Linked DNA regions of Mus musculus: region 1 is linked to region 2. A link is a contact called in public promoter capture Hi-C data. All regions are on one chromosome and are shown on one strand. Each heading gives the region's core, a stretch centred on a gene start, on an enhancer-like site or on the middle of the called end of the contact. The rest is flanking DNA. Distances are from core to core; before and after follow the strand shown.

The links. Promoter capture Hi-C pulls out the DNA fragments that hold promoters and counts their contacts.
Region 1: a promoter capture Hi-C map of liver shows a contact between it and region 2, with 3 times the contacts expected there. The contact joins the promoter of Hlx here to the enhancer-like site in region 2. A contact is called at or near these places in 7 of 39 promoter capture datasets (the 3T3-L1 cell line, cranial neural crest, liver and 3 more) and 3 of 115 datasets of contacts at active chromatin or transcription factors (astrocytes, neural tube and stem cell-derived neural progenitor cells).

What each region holds. Positions count from the first base shown.
Region 1 is chr1:184,729,915-184,733,895 of GRCm38.p6, forward strand. It overlaps Hlx (H2.0-like homeobox), which reads right to left and starts at 2,579. Exons shown (of 4, transcript NM_008250.2): 1 at 1,645-2,579; 2 at 777-956; 3 at 1-130. The coding sequence starts at 2,227.
Region 2 is chr1:183,677,584-183,681,684 of GRCm38.p6, forward strand. No RefSeq gene overlaps it. Among named protein-coding and RNA genes, the nearest start is that of Gm39724, 48 kb to the left of the region's middle. Within about 2 kb of position 2,533, at least 51 of the 459 cell types and tissues checked have an H3K27ac peak or open chromatin away from gene starts, as enhancers often do.

The sequences.
Region 1 (3,981 bases), core at 1,329-3,828, 1.1 Mb after region 2:
ACGTACTTCTGGATCTCAAACCTCTTCTCCAGGCCTTTTCTTTGCAGGTTGGAAAAGACAGCACGGGACCACGAGCGCTTCCGCTTGTATGTCTGTGGCATGGTGTCCTTAGTGAGCACAGCATAGGGACCTGCCAAGCAGCAGGAAGAGAGATTCAGGGCCATGATCGTGTTAAGGCCACAGCCTTCCAGTCTTCTGGTCTCATAGATATTTTAAAGTGTTTGGCTTGTGCGGGAATGGCCTAAGGAAGAATTTTACAGATCTTTTCAGGCTACCTTGGGCCTAACGCCGCTAAGAAGAGCCAGCTATTTGGTAAATTCGTTCAAGACAAATGCATAAACCAAACCCAAAAGCGCCAGACACGCTAAAACAGTTGGAATTGTCCCTGGAGTCTGAATGGCCTGCCCGTGATAACCCTATGTTCCCCTAGATTTGTCTTTCAGAGAAGATATAACCAGTCAAGCAAAACTCTGTGTGTGTGTGTGTGTGTGTGTGTGTGTGTGTGTGTGTGTGTGTGTGTGTGTCTCACGCTCCTGCTTGTGCACAAGTGTAACCCTCACCTTTGAATACTTCATTTTCAAACCACCCTCTCTGGGCGAAAAGAATAGGGACAGTGACCCAGACCCATATACACACTATCTTAGCTCCCCTAGCATGGTCTTCTCCAAATGTCCCACTAAAAAGAATATTCAGTTTCTCTCATAGGACTTAGGAGGCTCCTACCCCAACTTTCCACACTACCGCTGGCCTTTGCGGCACTGGCTGAATTTTTCTACCTGGAAATGTGTCTTGGAATTGATGCTGAACAGAATTTCTTGGGTTGGAGCTTAAGGGGCTGAGGATGGCAGACGCCTCGCTAATGGGATCTAGAGATGCGAAGAACTGTCCCGCTGAAGGCTGCAGGCCAGCTAGATGCACCCCTGCAGGCCGCCCACCGGTTAGCAGCGATGTGAGATCTGGGTAGGGGGAAAGAAGAGTCGGTCACAAACTCATACTGTGGGCAGATTTGTTCCTCCTTTCCCTTCTCCCCCTTTGAACCTACTAAACTCAAAATGGACCCTTTCTCCAACAGCTACGGAAGAGTGGGGCCTGAATTGCCCCAGAGTGTGTGTCAGGCATGGCCGGTACACCCCATAATAAGGAAAGGCTTGTCATAAAATGTTGCTAAAGTGGTCATTTCGGACGCCTTCCAGAAATTCTACAAACCCCTAATTTACACCCTTCAGCCCCCCCCCCCCCCCGCCTTCCTTCAGGAGCTTAGACTGGCCGGTTTGCTTCCCCGCAATTCTTAAGAAATACTGGAAATCAAATAAATGCAAAGTGTCCCCACGCTGAGATTTCCTTGTCAGAAAGATCTAGGTCGTTCTGCAGATATTTCATTCAAAAGATGGATAATACACACTTTTGCAAAACTTTGCAGCAACCAGAGTATGGTCATCCGTTTCTATGCTGTTTAAGCAACACGAAGATATGTTTTTAAACATGGGATAGCTGACTTTTACATGTCACTAAGTTTTCCTTCATTTCGTTTTCTTCGCCCTCATTCTACCGTTCTGTCCTTAAAAATAAACGCACCCCAAATCCTCCTGACATCAGGCCCCTCATGGGTGGTGGTGAGGCCTGAGGCCTTCCAGCGATACGTACCTCTCAGAGTGTTGCCTTCCTTAACTTTTGGGTCAAATTCCGCAGACAAAATTCGATCGATACCAAATTTGAGGTCTTTGCTGGAGGGGGCAGGGGCGGAGCCGCTATGGTGGGGGACCACCCGCGTCCCCGAAGTCGGTGGCTGCAGGGAGACCGCCCGGGGTGGAGGCGGGGGCTGCTGCTGCGGTTGCTGTTGCTGCGTTGGTGATTGCTGCGGGAGATGCTGGTGGAAGGCGGCAGAGAGCGGAGACAGCCGCTGAGGGAAGCCAGCCGGGACTTCTGAGGGCGCCACCACCGGGGTGGGACGGAGCGGGGATCTGGCGGCAGCTTGGAAGGAGGCGTGCGGGTGCACGGAGCCCAAGTGTGCGGTGAGGGCTGCCGAGGCCCCCACCAGTCCCTCTGCAGCGGGCCCCGGCTCCCCGACGCCGGCGTGCAGGATGTCCGCGATGCAGAAAGAGGGTTTCTTGACAGCGGCTGGGTCCAGGGCGAAGGAGCAGCCGCCCGGGCCCGCCGAGGAGCAGTAGGCGGCTGACCAGAGACTAAAGTTGGAAGCATAGAAGGGAGCCAGGCCGGCTGCGAACATCCTGGCAGGATCCCGGCGGGGTCCTGGGTGAGTGGGGAAGTGGGTGGGCGCTCGGGCAGAGGCGGTGTCCCAGCCGAGCCCGAGCTGCTTTCGGTTCTTCGCCCGCCCTGAAGCGGAGGGCCAACCGGGGAGCCCTAGCGCCACCGAGGGACGAGGCGAGGGCCCGATCGCCGCCCGCCACGGCCTGGGCCCCTGGCTTGGCTTGAAAGGCGGCGCGGCGGGCGCGCTCCCCGCCGGGTGGATGGAGGCGATCGCCAGGCGCTGGGGCGACAAGGCGAGCGCGGCCTCGCTCTGCTACTCCGCAGAAGCCGGGGAGACAGGGACCCGACACCGAAAGAAAAACCCAAACAGCTAAGCCCTAAGAGCTAAATTTAAAACAACAATAATGATCCGTTAGTTTAAAAAAAAAAAAAAAAAAAAAAAAGGAAAAAAATTAAAAAAAAAAAAAAAACTCCTCTCTAAAAACTCCCAAAGTTTTGGCAGGAGCTTTCGAGTCAGACCCCGGGTAGGACCTTGATCCGTGCGCTCATTGGACGTCTTCGTGACCAATGGGACTCCGGAGTGGAGGGGAATTGGGAAAGAGGGGGGCGTGGCCGAGCTCGGCCACGCCCTGGCCACGCCAAAGTGTTTTCTGCGGCAGCGTGGGCTAAGCTGAGTACTGAGCGTCTCTGGGAGCCGCTTGGGGGTCGAGACTCCTCGGGCCTCTGGCTCTCCTCTGTCCCCTGCAGCTCGGGGACCCGCCAGCGGCAGAGCCTCGGAGCCGGTCTCCGGAATTTTCCTGGAGCTGCGGAGGAGGGGGATCACTGAGGCTCCCGTACTCTGCTGTAGTACACCCCCAACCTCCACCCCAGCAGACCACGCTGGCGGTCCGCAGGCTGTCCCTTCCGTATTCCGCTCTCATGCGACTTTCCTTCTCTCTGCTTTTACCCAGGTGCTTTTATCACAAGTCCTAGGTAAAGGCCCCATCCTCTCAGCGCCCCTACAGCCCAGAATCCCGACCCAAGTCTACTGTAATCCGCTGGTTTCTCAGCTCACCAGAGCTGCTCCAAGAAGCCAGGAGGAGGGCAGACCACAAATTAGTTTTATTCGGAGCTGTCATTCCAGTGACAACTTGAAAGAGTGACTTTTCAAACAAAAATAAGATAGATGGCTCCAAACGTCTCCCTTAGAAACAGCCAAACTTTTACCCTGAGCCTCGGAACCAACAAGGAGTGCAGCCCCAGAAGAGCGGCACGCGTGTCCCCTCTCTGCACCTTGTAGGAAGTGCTACCCTCCGCGGCCACCACATCCCCTGGTCACGTGAGGTCCTATGTTTTGCAAGTGCCAGGGAGCGGTTGCCTTTGAGATTAAATACCTACTTTTAATTCGGCTGCAGTTTTTCCAGGATCCGCTTTGGCCTGTTGGAGGGAGGCACTGTCCGAGCCTCCACAGCCAGCGCCTTCCATTCTTGCTAGGGTCTTTAGAACTCAGCCTAGGTGCACTGGGAATTTTCTGTCGCATCAACATCTCTATTTTAAGAATTCGTTCTCTTTTAAATTATAGTCAGAGTGGATTTCCCCGCCCCTCTCCCAAACAGACCACAGGCCACCTAGATGAACGGTTGTTGCACATTTCAGGAAGAAAATAAAATAATGACAATAACGAAACCACCAAATCTTTTGTTTTCGATTGTCCAAGTAAGTGTCTCCGGAATGATATTCCAAGGCAGGCTTATTTCCCCTCAGCAATAAGATACCAAAAACTGGAAGCCGTGA
Region 2 (4,101 bases), core at 1,283-3,782:
TATCATCTTAAATTTTAAAAATATTGGCTCTGTGATTTTTGTTTTATTAGATTCACATTCATTTGACTTTAAGTCACCCATGTGGTTTGGGGAGGTAATTGTCTCCATTTGATTGGCTTTGCCATAATTCTACTGGGGCTTTCATCTTTCTTCTGGGGGTTTCCCCTCCACATCGTTGGGCATATGAAAATACTACCTTAGATGTTTCATAGGTATTTTAAGATAGGTTTGTGGGGGAGGGCATTTCATTTAGCTGATTTCAGCTATCTAATTAATTCATCAGAAATGAGGCCGAATGAGAGGGAGGCCCCATAGACCCAGGCGCACTGAGAAACAGATTAGGTTAATTCCTAGCAGAGCCAGAACACACTCGGGTTAGGGGAACAGAAGCTTTTGTGTGTGTGTGTGTGTGTGTGTGTTATATGTACATGTGTGTGTTTGTGTGTTATATGTACATGTGTGTGTGTATGTGTGTTATATGTACGTGTGTGTGTATGTGTGTTATATGTACATGTGTGTGTTTGTGTGTGTTATATGTACATGTGTGTGTATGTGTGTTATATGTACGTGTGTGTGTATGTGTGTTATATGTACGTGTGTGTATGTGTGTTATATGTACATGTGTGTGTATGTGTGTTATATGTACATGTATGTGTTTGTGTGTGTTATATGTACATGTGTGTGTGTGTATGTGTGTTATATGTACCTGTGTGTGTATGTATGTTATATGTACGTGTGTGTGTGTTTGTTTGTGTGTGTGTGTTATATGTGTGTGGGAATACTTACATGGCCTCCTTGTAGAGGCTAGAGGACAGTGTGTCAGGTGTCTTCTTCTGATACCTCTCACTCTATTCCTTTTGAGACAGGCTCTTCCACTTAACTTGGCTGGGAGTCTGCGAGATTCACTGATTTTCTTATTTCTGCCCCTGATACTGCTGGGGTTGTAGGTATGTATGGCTGTGACCAACTCTTTACCTGAGTGCTGGGGATTTGAACTCATGTTCTCATGCTTGTACACCGATAGCTCTTACTCACTAGGCACCTTCCCTCCCTCACCAGTGATTTAATACAACTACGCATTTATCTTTCTCTTTGTTAGTAAGTGGTGATAGAAGATCTGACTTATATATTTAAACATAGATGGTCTAGTGTTTTACAAATAAGGACACCTCACTTGAGTTTTAAACTTTCCTTGAGGAATGGTGGGACAAGTGGATGCTCACAGTCAGCTATTGGATGGATCACAGGGCCCCCAATGGAGGAGCTAGAGAAAGTATCTAAGGAGCTAAAGAGATCTGCAACCCTGTAGGTGCAACAACATTATGAACTAACCAGTACCCCAGAGCTCTTGACTCTAGCTGCATATGTATCAAAAGATGGCCTAGTCGGCCATCACTGGAAAGAGAGGCCCATTGGACACACAAACTTTATATGCCCCAGTACAGGGGAATGCCAGGGCCAAAATATGGGAATGAGTGGGTAGGGAAGTGGGGGGGGGGGAGGGTATGGGGGACTTTTGGGATAGCATTGGAAATGTAATTGAGGAAAATACGTAATAAAAAAAAAAACCAAAAAAAAAAAAAAAAACCAAAAAAAACATCAACATGTCACAACCTAGAAGCACGTGGGAAGGGAGCCTGAAGGAGAAATTGCCTTGATCAGATTGGCCCGTGGGCATGTCTCTGGGGGGTTATCTTGATTGCTTTGGTTAGCAAAGTTTGGGAAGGAACACCCTAAGTGGAGGTGGCATCATTTATAGGCTGGACTGTACAAGTAAAGAAAGCTAGCTGAATAGAGCAAGCTGGCAGTGTGACTGTGTCTAGTTTTCCCTGGTCTTTGCCGTATATATGACATGACTGGCTATCTCAAGCTCCTGCCTCCCTAACTTCAATGATAAACAGTAACCTGAAGTTGTAAGACACAAATCTTCCCTATTTGTCAGGGTGCTTCATCCCAGTCACAGTGACAGTGAGACAGAGCTGTGTTTTAGGTCTCCTGAGTTTCCTATTTTTTCTTTTAGTGAACAAATAGTTTTTTTTTTTTTTTTTTTTGAGTGTTTGGTTTTGCCTCAATTTTCTTATTTTGAGGGAGGGAAAGGCGATGAAGGATGGGTAGTTGTACTATCACTCTATGAACACAAATGGAGGTTTATGCCCACACAGGAGAATGTTGGAGTCAGGGACCATTAAACTTTCTTCGGGCTCAGATGGGAATCCTGGAATATGTTTGAATATAAAACCGAAGCCAGTGAACTCCGAGGGGAGACATGATCCTGGGGTTGGGGCTGGAGACAGTTTGAACAGAGGGACAGTTTGAAGAGGCGAGTTTGCCTAAAATCTGTCATGAGAATTTAAGCCATGGATGATGGGAAATTGTGGAGAGAAGGATTGGTTGTTGTGTGAACTTATGCAATCAACGTGAGGGCGCGCACACTTCGTCTGGCTCCAGGCCAGCAGCTCTCTGAGGAGCACTGTCAGGATTAATCAGAGTTTGCATGGAAACTGCAAAACTGAGAAACCCCTGCGAGTGCCAAATGTTATCAGCTTGCATCACAGCTTAAGTATTTGGTGGTGTGGTGTGAGGAGGAGCCACTTGCAGGAAATCTTAACGTTTTTTCTAGCGCTCTCTCGCACCCAACTTCGTTTTGATTTCACTGGAGCTTGGTGACTCGGGATTCTTCCTGGCTGTCTTTCTACTTACCTCCTAAGCGTGACAATGCCTGTGCTACATTCCTGTGGTTTGTGTTCTTACTTGTAATTTCAAATTAAAGCTATTTTATACATGGGAAGAGTAAACAGAACTGCAGTGCAGGCCTCAGAAACGATCTTAACTGGGATTGACAGACAAAACTGTTTCCTTTAGAAGAGATCTGCTTTCCCACCTTACCCTCATGCAGTGTCCTGTAGAGAGTCTGGGGTTATAGAAACATCTGCACAAAAAGTGGTCCCATCCCAAAGTGCAGATTCCCTTCATGCCACCAACTTGCCATTGTTGTAACCCCCAAATTAATGATACTAGAGAGACTTGAGTGTGTGTACAGTTTGCCTCTGTGTTCCCTGCCACCACCACCACCATCCCACCCCTGCAGCAAGCCTACTCCTCCTTGGCCCCTCCCCTATTGTTAGAATGGCACTACCCATCAAACTCCCCCTAAATGAAGACATTTTGAGGGGACAGCTTGAGACATCCTCCCCGCCTTTTTGTCTCCAACACTCTTGATAAACAGCCGAACTCTTCAGGGTGCTTGTCCTTGAGACCTTAGAAAAATCACAAGCTCAAGGGAAATCAGAGGTCAGGTCAGAGACAGTTATGACTGGCTATGAAGTTAGTCCCTGAACAGACACCCATTAACCCCCTCCCACTTCTGTACCTTTCCACCAAATGATTACAGCCCTTTACTCCCCTTTTCTGTGAACATTCATAACTATACCGTATATAAACCCAGTGTTTTCTGAACTCAGGGTTGCTTGCCAGCATTCACTCAGTGAGTTCGAGGCAGGCAATCCGAGTTCCAATGTGGAACAATAAAAGACTCTTTTGGGAGTTGCAGTGGACTTTGCAATTCTTGGACTTGTCTGGGTTTCCCGTGGACTCCGGACACAATGCCATCGGTCCTGGTTTGAAAACCACTTTCTCCCAGCTGTAGTAGACACATGCAAAGCCAGGCCTAGGTGCTAGTGAGGCAAATGGAAGGTGGAAGATCTCTTTGTTCTAAGTGAAAGAGGATAGATGTATAATAGAAAGATAAAATGAAAATCAAGGCTCATCACAGAGTAATAGGGACTCCATTTTGGACTCCCAGGCGAAGGTCCGCTCTGTCACAGCAGCTTTGATAATGATGGATAATCTTTAGCACTGAAATGCTGTCAGTCATTGGCTATAGAGAAAAAGCTGTCTTCCTGCTGGTGTCTATTGTCCACTTCTGGAGAATGTATTAAGTGTCCTTTTTAAAAAATTTTTTTAAAATTTTAATTTTAATTTTTTTGCTTCTGTGTATATTCTATAGTCTTTCATTTGTTTATACTTTATGCTGGTGTGGTGGTTTGAATAGGTATGGCCCCCACAGACTCACGTGCTTGAATGCTTGGTTCATTTTTTTAA